Linked DNA regions of Mus musculus: region 2 is linked to region 1. Evidence: chromatin contacts called from public promoter capture Hi-C data. All regions are on one chromosome and are shown on one strand. Each heading gives the region's core, a stretch centred on a gene start, on an enhancer-like site or on the middle of the called end of the contact. The rest is flanking DNA. Distances are from core to core; before and after follow the strand shown.

Region 1 (3,545 bases), core at 424-2,923:
GTCCAGTCCCCCTATTTATAGCTAGACCTTCCCATAAGCACTGCCTTCAGATCTATCAGATGTCTTGTTAGACTCCAGAGAGGCAAAGTTCAGGTAGGAAAAGTAACAAAGGCTGCGCACACAACTTTTATTTTCCTCTTGTCTTTCACACGATCTTAAAAGACTGAAGAATACAGAGCCCCTCCCTTCCCCTGTGGTCCTTTACACCAAGGACCTCATACATCTGTACCCCGTCAGTAATGTGAACCCCATGTGGGGGGAGCTGGGTGCCCTTGATCTACTCCAATGGCCTCTGCACCACCTTTACAAGGGAATACAAATCTTTCCATTGCTAAGTGTGCTAGGTACTTTACAGCCTCAAGTTCATGAACCCTCTCCTTTTAGCCCATGTCTCTTCTACTACAGTGTGGGTAGATGGTGGCTAGGCAAAGGAAGACTCTGGACAGGTAACATCACAATGCCTTTTAAGTGTGTAGGGAAGGGGCTGGGACGGAGCTCAGTTGGCAGGGTGCCTGGTTTCCTCAACCAGAAGCTGTAGGTACAACCTTCAGCATCTAAGAGATGTGATGACACATGCTTGCAACCCAGAAGATAGAGAGAGACGGGAGACCAGAAGTTCAAGGTCAAAGTGAGTTTGGGGGTGGGGGTACAAGAAACTGTCTCAAAAACATGTGAAGGGTGGTAAGAATGGGGTTCATACCTATGACCTTAGCTAGAGATCTCACCTTGAATACAAGACCAGCCCAGTCAACACGGTAAGACCCTGTCTCAAAAAAACAAAACAACCAAGCAAATAAAATAAACAGCGTGAAGAGTGTCTCCATAATCCATTTTCCCTTTTTTTTTTTTTTTTTTTTTTTGGAGACAGGGTCTATGTAGTCTAGGCTGTCCTGGAAGTCTCTGTGTAAACCAGGCAGATCTTGAGCTCACAGAGATCCTCCTGCCTCTGCCTCCCGAGGGCTGGGATTAAAGGCGTGTGCCCATCATTTGAATGGACTGGCAAATTATGGGAAGGACACCCAGAGGCTGTGGATCACCATCAAGGCAAAAGAATAGATGTAAGAAACTGGGGCTGGCTACTGGACACACGAGCTCCCCGCTCACCCCGAGGTAAAGAGTAGCTCAGGCTGGTCTTAAACTCAGTAATATAGCCTCGGATGCCTTGCGTTTTCTATCCACCCGCCTCCGTTTACACCAGTTTAAACAACACTCAAGTGTGGAGAACTGTGCAGTGTCCTGGTCCTCAGTGAATCCCCCAAGTCAAATTAAGTGGGGCGACTCACTGCCACCGCAGCCGCTGTCTCTTACTTTGGGGACAAGTATCTTCCAACTCATTCATCACCTGAGAGACGCCAGCCAGCCACCCTTGCCTTTGCGCTAGGACAAAATCTGTGACAAAGTTGACCACCACCATTCGTTCCTTCCTGTCGCCTTTTCTGGGTCAGGCTGAGGGTTGCCGAAGGCTCCTGCGAAACAGCTGTCTCCTCAGCTGCTCCCTTCTCTCCCACGTCGGCCAATGTTCGTGGACACCCATTCCCCGCCCGTTCTGGGGCAGCAGGACCCTTTCTCCTCAGGCTGCCTACCTTCTCCTGGGCCCTGCTGAACTTCTTCTGCATCTGCTTGGCGAAGAGGCCAGCCGCTCCGCCCGCCTTGCCCTCTGCCATCCTGCCGGCTGCGGGGGCGCAGCCTGGACCTGTGGTTTCTAGAGGCCCCTGAGAGGAAGTGCGTCCTCCCAGCATGCCTTGCGTGATGCTCAGAGGGCGGGCCTTCACACCCTTACAGCCTCCTGCTGGGGCGTGGTCGGCCTGGACCACCCAATGCCACCTCTCGAGGACCATTGGAAACCCATCACTACCCAGATTCCCGAGAGGACCACTGCAGCCCACCACTGGCCATCACGGGAGGACCTTGGGACTCCATCACTGCCCAATACTCCAGGTGTACCACTGAAGCCCCATCACTGTCCAACTCCCCAGGTGGACCATTGGGGTCCCATCACTGTCCATGTCCCCAGGAGGACGACTAGGACCCCATCATGGTCCAGATCCCCAGGAGGACCATTGGAACCCCATCATTGTTCAGCTCCCCGAGAGAACTACTGGGGCCCCCTCACTGCCCAGCTCCCTGGAAAGACCACTGGTCACCAGGATGGGGTCCACAGAGGCATCTGGAGCTGGGAGAGCAGCTAAGCTGGTTCTGAGAAGTTGGCAGAGAACGGGTTGTTCAGGGTGGATTTTGGTGCGCACACACTCTTAAAACCAGCTTGGAAATGCTGCCCCTGCAGTAGAGAAAGATTCCCCTCCCCTCCCCCGCCCCCACCCTTGAACGGGCTCTTTGAATGTGGACCGTGACTCATTGGTTCCATACCCGAACAGCATTAGAAAGTGAGGAGACACAAAAGACTGAGTTTGGGCTGGAGAGATGGCTCAGCCGTTAAGAGCACCGGTTGTTCTTCCAGAGGTCCTGAGTTCAATTCCTAGCAACCACATGGTGGCTCATAGACATCTGTAATGGGATCTGATGCCCTCTTCTGGTGTGTCTAAAGACAGCTACAGTGTACTCTATATAAATAAAATAAAATGAAATGAAATGAAAAAAAAAAAAGTAAAAACCAAAAGGCCCAGTTTCATCCAGTGAGGACGTTTAATGGACCAGAGACCACCTACCAGCTGCAGGGTATTGATGCTGAGTGACCATGGCTCAGCCTGGATGGCAGCTTAACCAGTTCTAAGCCTGGGAATTGTGGGGACAGAGTGCAGAAGGTGAGCATAATCCAGATCTGGATTGGAAGGGGAGAAAGACTGGAGAGATGGGGTCCTCAGGAGACAGGGTGCCATTCATAATATGCTAAGGAGGAGAGGAGGGGAGAGGCCTGAACTGGACAGAGGAGAACAAGACTCTCCAGGCAAAGCATGGAGCATTATATGGACACAGTGTGAATTTAGTCACAGATTATACAAACTGGAGTGGGGCTACAGAGATTACAAATCTGGTTTCTCTAGGAAACCGGTCTTCCAATGAACTTACACCTGACCACTGAGAAAGGATAGCCAGAAAATAGGGATACTAGGTTTGGGGAAACATTTATTCCAGAATCTTAGCAAGCTGGTAAAATTCCCTCAAGGAAAGAAAGAGGTCACAACAGGCTTCCTGTGGGAGAAGGCAGAAAGAAGCTGGAGGTCTGCCACAAAACTGCCTGCTTTTGTTTTCTGTTTCTTTCATCTAAACAGACGATGCACTAAAGGTCAGCGGTGTACCAGGCATACACCAGGAAGCCAGGCAGGAAAGACGACTCTGATCTCCAGGCGCTTACTTTGGAGGTAGATTGGCAATCCCATGATCTGTAAGGTATGCAGTTCATTTATAGAGGTGGGGGCTGGAGAGATGGCTCAATGGTTAAGAACACTGACTGCTCTCCCAGAGGTCCTGGGTTCAATTCTCAGCGCCCACGTGGTGGCTCACAAACATCTGTAATGGGATCCGATGCCCTCTTCTGGTGTGTCTGAAGACAGTGACAGTGTACTCACATACATGAAATAAATAAA
Region 2 (3,545 bases), core at 498-2,997, 1.5 Mb after region 1:
TGATCTGAAAGAAAAACAAAGGCCAACAATTGCAATGGGAGACTTAAAGTCTCTTCTAGGATAAGGCCTTGTGGTGGCCTCAAATGGGAGCCCTGGGGAATCACCTGGAGGCGTCTGAGCTGGTGCTGGTGGAGCCCCTTCTGCATTTTGTGACTCAGTAGGTCTGGGCTAGCCTGTGAACACAAGTTTCTAACATAAGTGATGTTGGGCTGTTGACAGAAACTGCATTTTGAAAGCTATTGCTCTGGCCTAGCAGAGTGGGCCCTATTCAGTAGGTAAAGCAACTAAGAGCTCTCAGATGCTTTCCTGCTCAAAGCCTGGACCTCACCCTGACCTGCACCTCTCTCCCCAGTGTCGTTCCTCGCAGGGGAATCGCCGTGGCCCCTGCTGGTGTGTGGATCCGATGGGCCAGCCTTTGCCAGTGTCTCCAGATGGTCAAGGAAGCACTCAGTGCTCTGCCAGGAGCAGTGGGTGAAGCCCCGAGGGAGCCTCCAGGACGCCAGCAGGAACAGGGGGCTGTCATTTGAGCTGTATGTGAAGCAATGAATAACTCTGTGCCCCAAGACCCACCTTCACGCCCCACCCCATTGTCCCTGTCACCCTTGGGCCTTTACACAGCTAGTTAGAAAGATTGCTGTTGGCTTGTGTACTAATAAAACAGTATTGGGGGGGTGTCTCTGGCTTACGTCTCTGCGTCTGTCTCATTCAGATCTGGGGCCTCGTGCTCACTGTCTCCCATTGGTCATAGTGTTTCTACCTTCCCTGCAGAGCACAGCCAGCCTCTTCCATTGCCCTTGGAATACAGTAGACTGCCACTGCCACAGGCAGCAAGCCCTTTCTTTATCCTCACCCGGATACCCACCCGGAGCTCCCTTGTGGGACTGACTGAGATCCTGGCCTCAGTCCGAGATCACAGTGATTACAATCTTGCTTCTATCACTGACCTCTGGACTGATGGAGGAGGAGGATTAATAGTTAATCCCCAGCAGGAATTTGCCAAAGTGGAACTCCCAAGGCACTCACCTGCCCTACTGCCTACCAGAAAGAAACAAATGTGCTCAGGCTCTGTATGGTTTATCCAGACTACCTCCAGACTACCTTATTTGTGCTGGCAATCACCTGATGACGTAGGGACATTTTGTCCCATAATTTTTTTTTTTTTTCAGAAGAAGCTTAAAAAGTTTGGTCCACTTTCCTGAAGTTACATAGGTAGGCAAGGCAACCCCTGGCGCTATTTACTGTTGAATAAGTGTGTGTCTGCCCTTTCTGCTTATGTGGTAACCCAAGGTGTAGGGAAGAGCTGACACTGAGGGGCCTCGACCATCACACATGACACAAATAGAGCTCCTGACAAAAATATTGTTGCACACACATGTCACTACAGGCCTCATCCTGTGCCCTCAGAAAAATGACTACAAGGTACACGAAGATGTTTCTGGTCCCTCCCTGACCTTCAGTCTTGGTAGAGAGAGCCAGGAAGAGCCAAGCTATGTGATAAGCCTCGGGGAAGCAAAGTCCCCCTCACAACCTGATGCACAGACTCACTCCCGAAAGTGAAATAGCAATAGCGTGAAGCTGATCATAGTGGTTGTGGTGAGAGAGCTGTGAAAGCCACAGGCAGGGCCAGAGTATGAGAAACACTGCCTGCAGATAACCTATCTAACCCTCAACGGGGCTCCGGAAAGGACTTTAGTCCCTGGAGTTGTCAGATCTCTGAGTGGGACACAAGCTCTGTAGGTAGATTGAGAAAGAAAGAAAGGAAGAAGACAGACAACAGCTGTGTGCTGTCCGCTCTACACTGGCACCATGCAGCCAAAGGTGCCCCAGCTTCGGAGGAGAGAAGGGCTGGGAGAGGAGCAGGAGAAGGGAGCCCGTGGAGGAGAAGGTGAGCCGCCCTCCCATCCCCCACGCTCCAGACACTCAGGCGGGCCTGAGATGGGTGTGTGTAAGAGCTAGCCGCTAAGGCCACTTCCTTTCCTCTGGCTGTTCTGGGAAGCCAGAGAAGGCAGTTTCTGCCCTTTTCCCCCCAGCACGCGGACTGGCAATGGAGAAATGTTCAGAGCGTGGTTTGGCCTTCATTAGGGGTGAATGGAGTACTTCCTTGTTTTGGGTCCCCTGTTTCCAGCAATTGCATCAGGCTCTTTCTCGCCACTGTGTGTGTCACTTCCCTGGCTAGTGGCTCTACCCACGATTCTAAATATTGACTGGGAACGGAGGCTGTGAGCACACAGAACACCTAACTCCTCCCTAGTGAGTCCCCTTTGGTTCTTCCTCCTAGGGAACGCAAGGACACACGGAACCCCAGACTTGGTGCAATGGACTCGACATATGGAGGTGAGGGATCACGGCAGTCATAAAGGACAGGCTGGGGATGTGGCTAAACTTGTAGAGTGCCAATCTACCTGATGCGCAGCACCACATAAAACTGGTGTGATGGCAACTGGTGTGATGGCAACTGGTGTGATGGCATACAGCTGTAATCCTAGCACTTGGGAAGTAGAGACCAGGTGATCCGTAGTTTGAGGTCACCCTTGGCCACACAATAACATCCAAACCAGATTGGGCTACAGAAAACCCTGTCTAAGAAATAAAAAGTAGCCAAGGCAGTTGTGGTACATGCCTTTAATCCTAGCACTTGGGAGACAGAGGCAGGCCTGGTCTACAGAGTGAGTTCCAGGACAGCCAGGGCGACACAGAGAAACCCTGTCTCAACAAACAAACAAACAAACAAACCCCCCCAATCATTATTTATCTAAGATTTATTTATTTATTTATTTATTTATTTATTTATTTATTTAATGTATATGATACACTGTAGCTGTCTTCAGACACACCAGAAGAGGGCATCAGATTCCATTACAGATGGTTGTGAGCCACTGCTGGGAATTGAACTCAGGACCTCTGGAAGAGCAGTCAGTGCTCTTAACCACTGAGCCATCTCTCTAGCCCTATTATTATTATTATTATTATTAGTAGTAGTAGTAGTAGTAGTACTGTGTCTATGTGTGTCTGTCTGTGTGTGTCTGTGCATTCCTCTGTGTGCATCTGTGTATCTCTCTGCGTGTGTGTGTGTGTGTCTGTGTGTATATGTCTGTGTGTGTCTGTATGCGTGTATCTGTCTCTGTGTGTGTCTGTATGTGTGTATCTGTCTGTGTGTGTGTATGTCTGTGTGTATCTGTGTGTCTGTATATGTCTGTGTAATTTTTAGAAGTCAGCTCTCTCCTTCCACTGTGAGTTCATGATCAAAATCAAGTCACAAGGTTTACATAGTAAATTATTTTACCCACTGGAATATCTTAGCAGCCGCAGCTTTTGTATAAATATTCAAAAACCTCACTTAAATTGTCTGGTAACATTGTTTGGATAATGCCAACCTAGATTTCTTTCCCCTATCCACAATTTTTTTTCAATTTTTATTAGATATTTTTTCATTTACATTTCAGATGCTATCCTGAAAGTCCCCTATACCCTCCCCCTGCCCTGCTCCCCCACCCACCCACTCCCACTTCTTGGCCCTGGCGTTCCCCACACACACACACTTAAGA

The links. Capture Hi-C pulls out chosen DNA fragments and counts their contacts.
Region 2: a promoter capture Hi-C map of liver shows a contact between it and region 1. The contact joins the promoter of Soat2 here to the promoter of Bin2 in region 1. A contact is called at or near these places in 3 of 39 promoter capture datasets (hippocampal neurons, liver and pre-B cells) and 2 of 9 other capture datasets (liver and macrophages).

The regions. Positions count from the first base shown.
Region 1 is chr15:100,667,830-100,671,374 of GRCm38.p6, forward strand. Bin2 (bridging integrator 2) reads right to left here and starts at 1,674. Exons shown (of 11, transcript NM_001270537.2): 1 at 1,584-1,674. The coding sequence starts at 1,664.
Region 2 is chr15:102,148,828-102,152,372 of GRCm38.p6, forward strand. It overlaps Soat2 (sterol O-acyltransferase 2), which reads left to right and starts at 1,748. Exons shown (of 15, transcript NM_146064.1): 1 at 1,748-1,885; 2 at 2,279-2,334. The coding sequence starts at 1,807. It overlaps Igfbp6 (insulin-like growth factor binding protein 6), which reads left to right. Exons shown (of 4, transcript NM_008344.3): 4 at 353-685. The coding sequence ends at 475.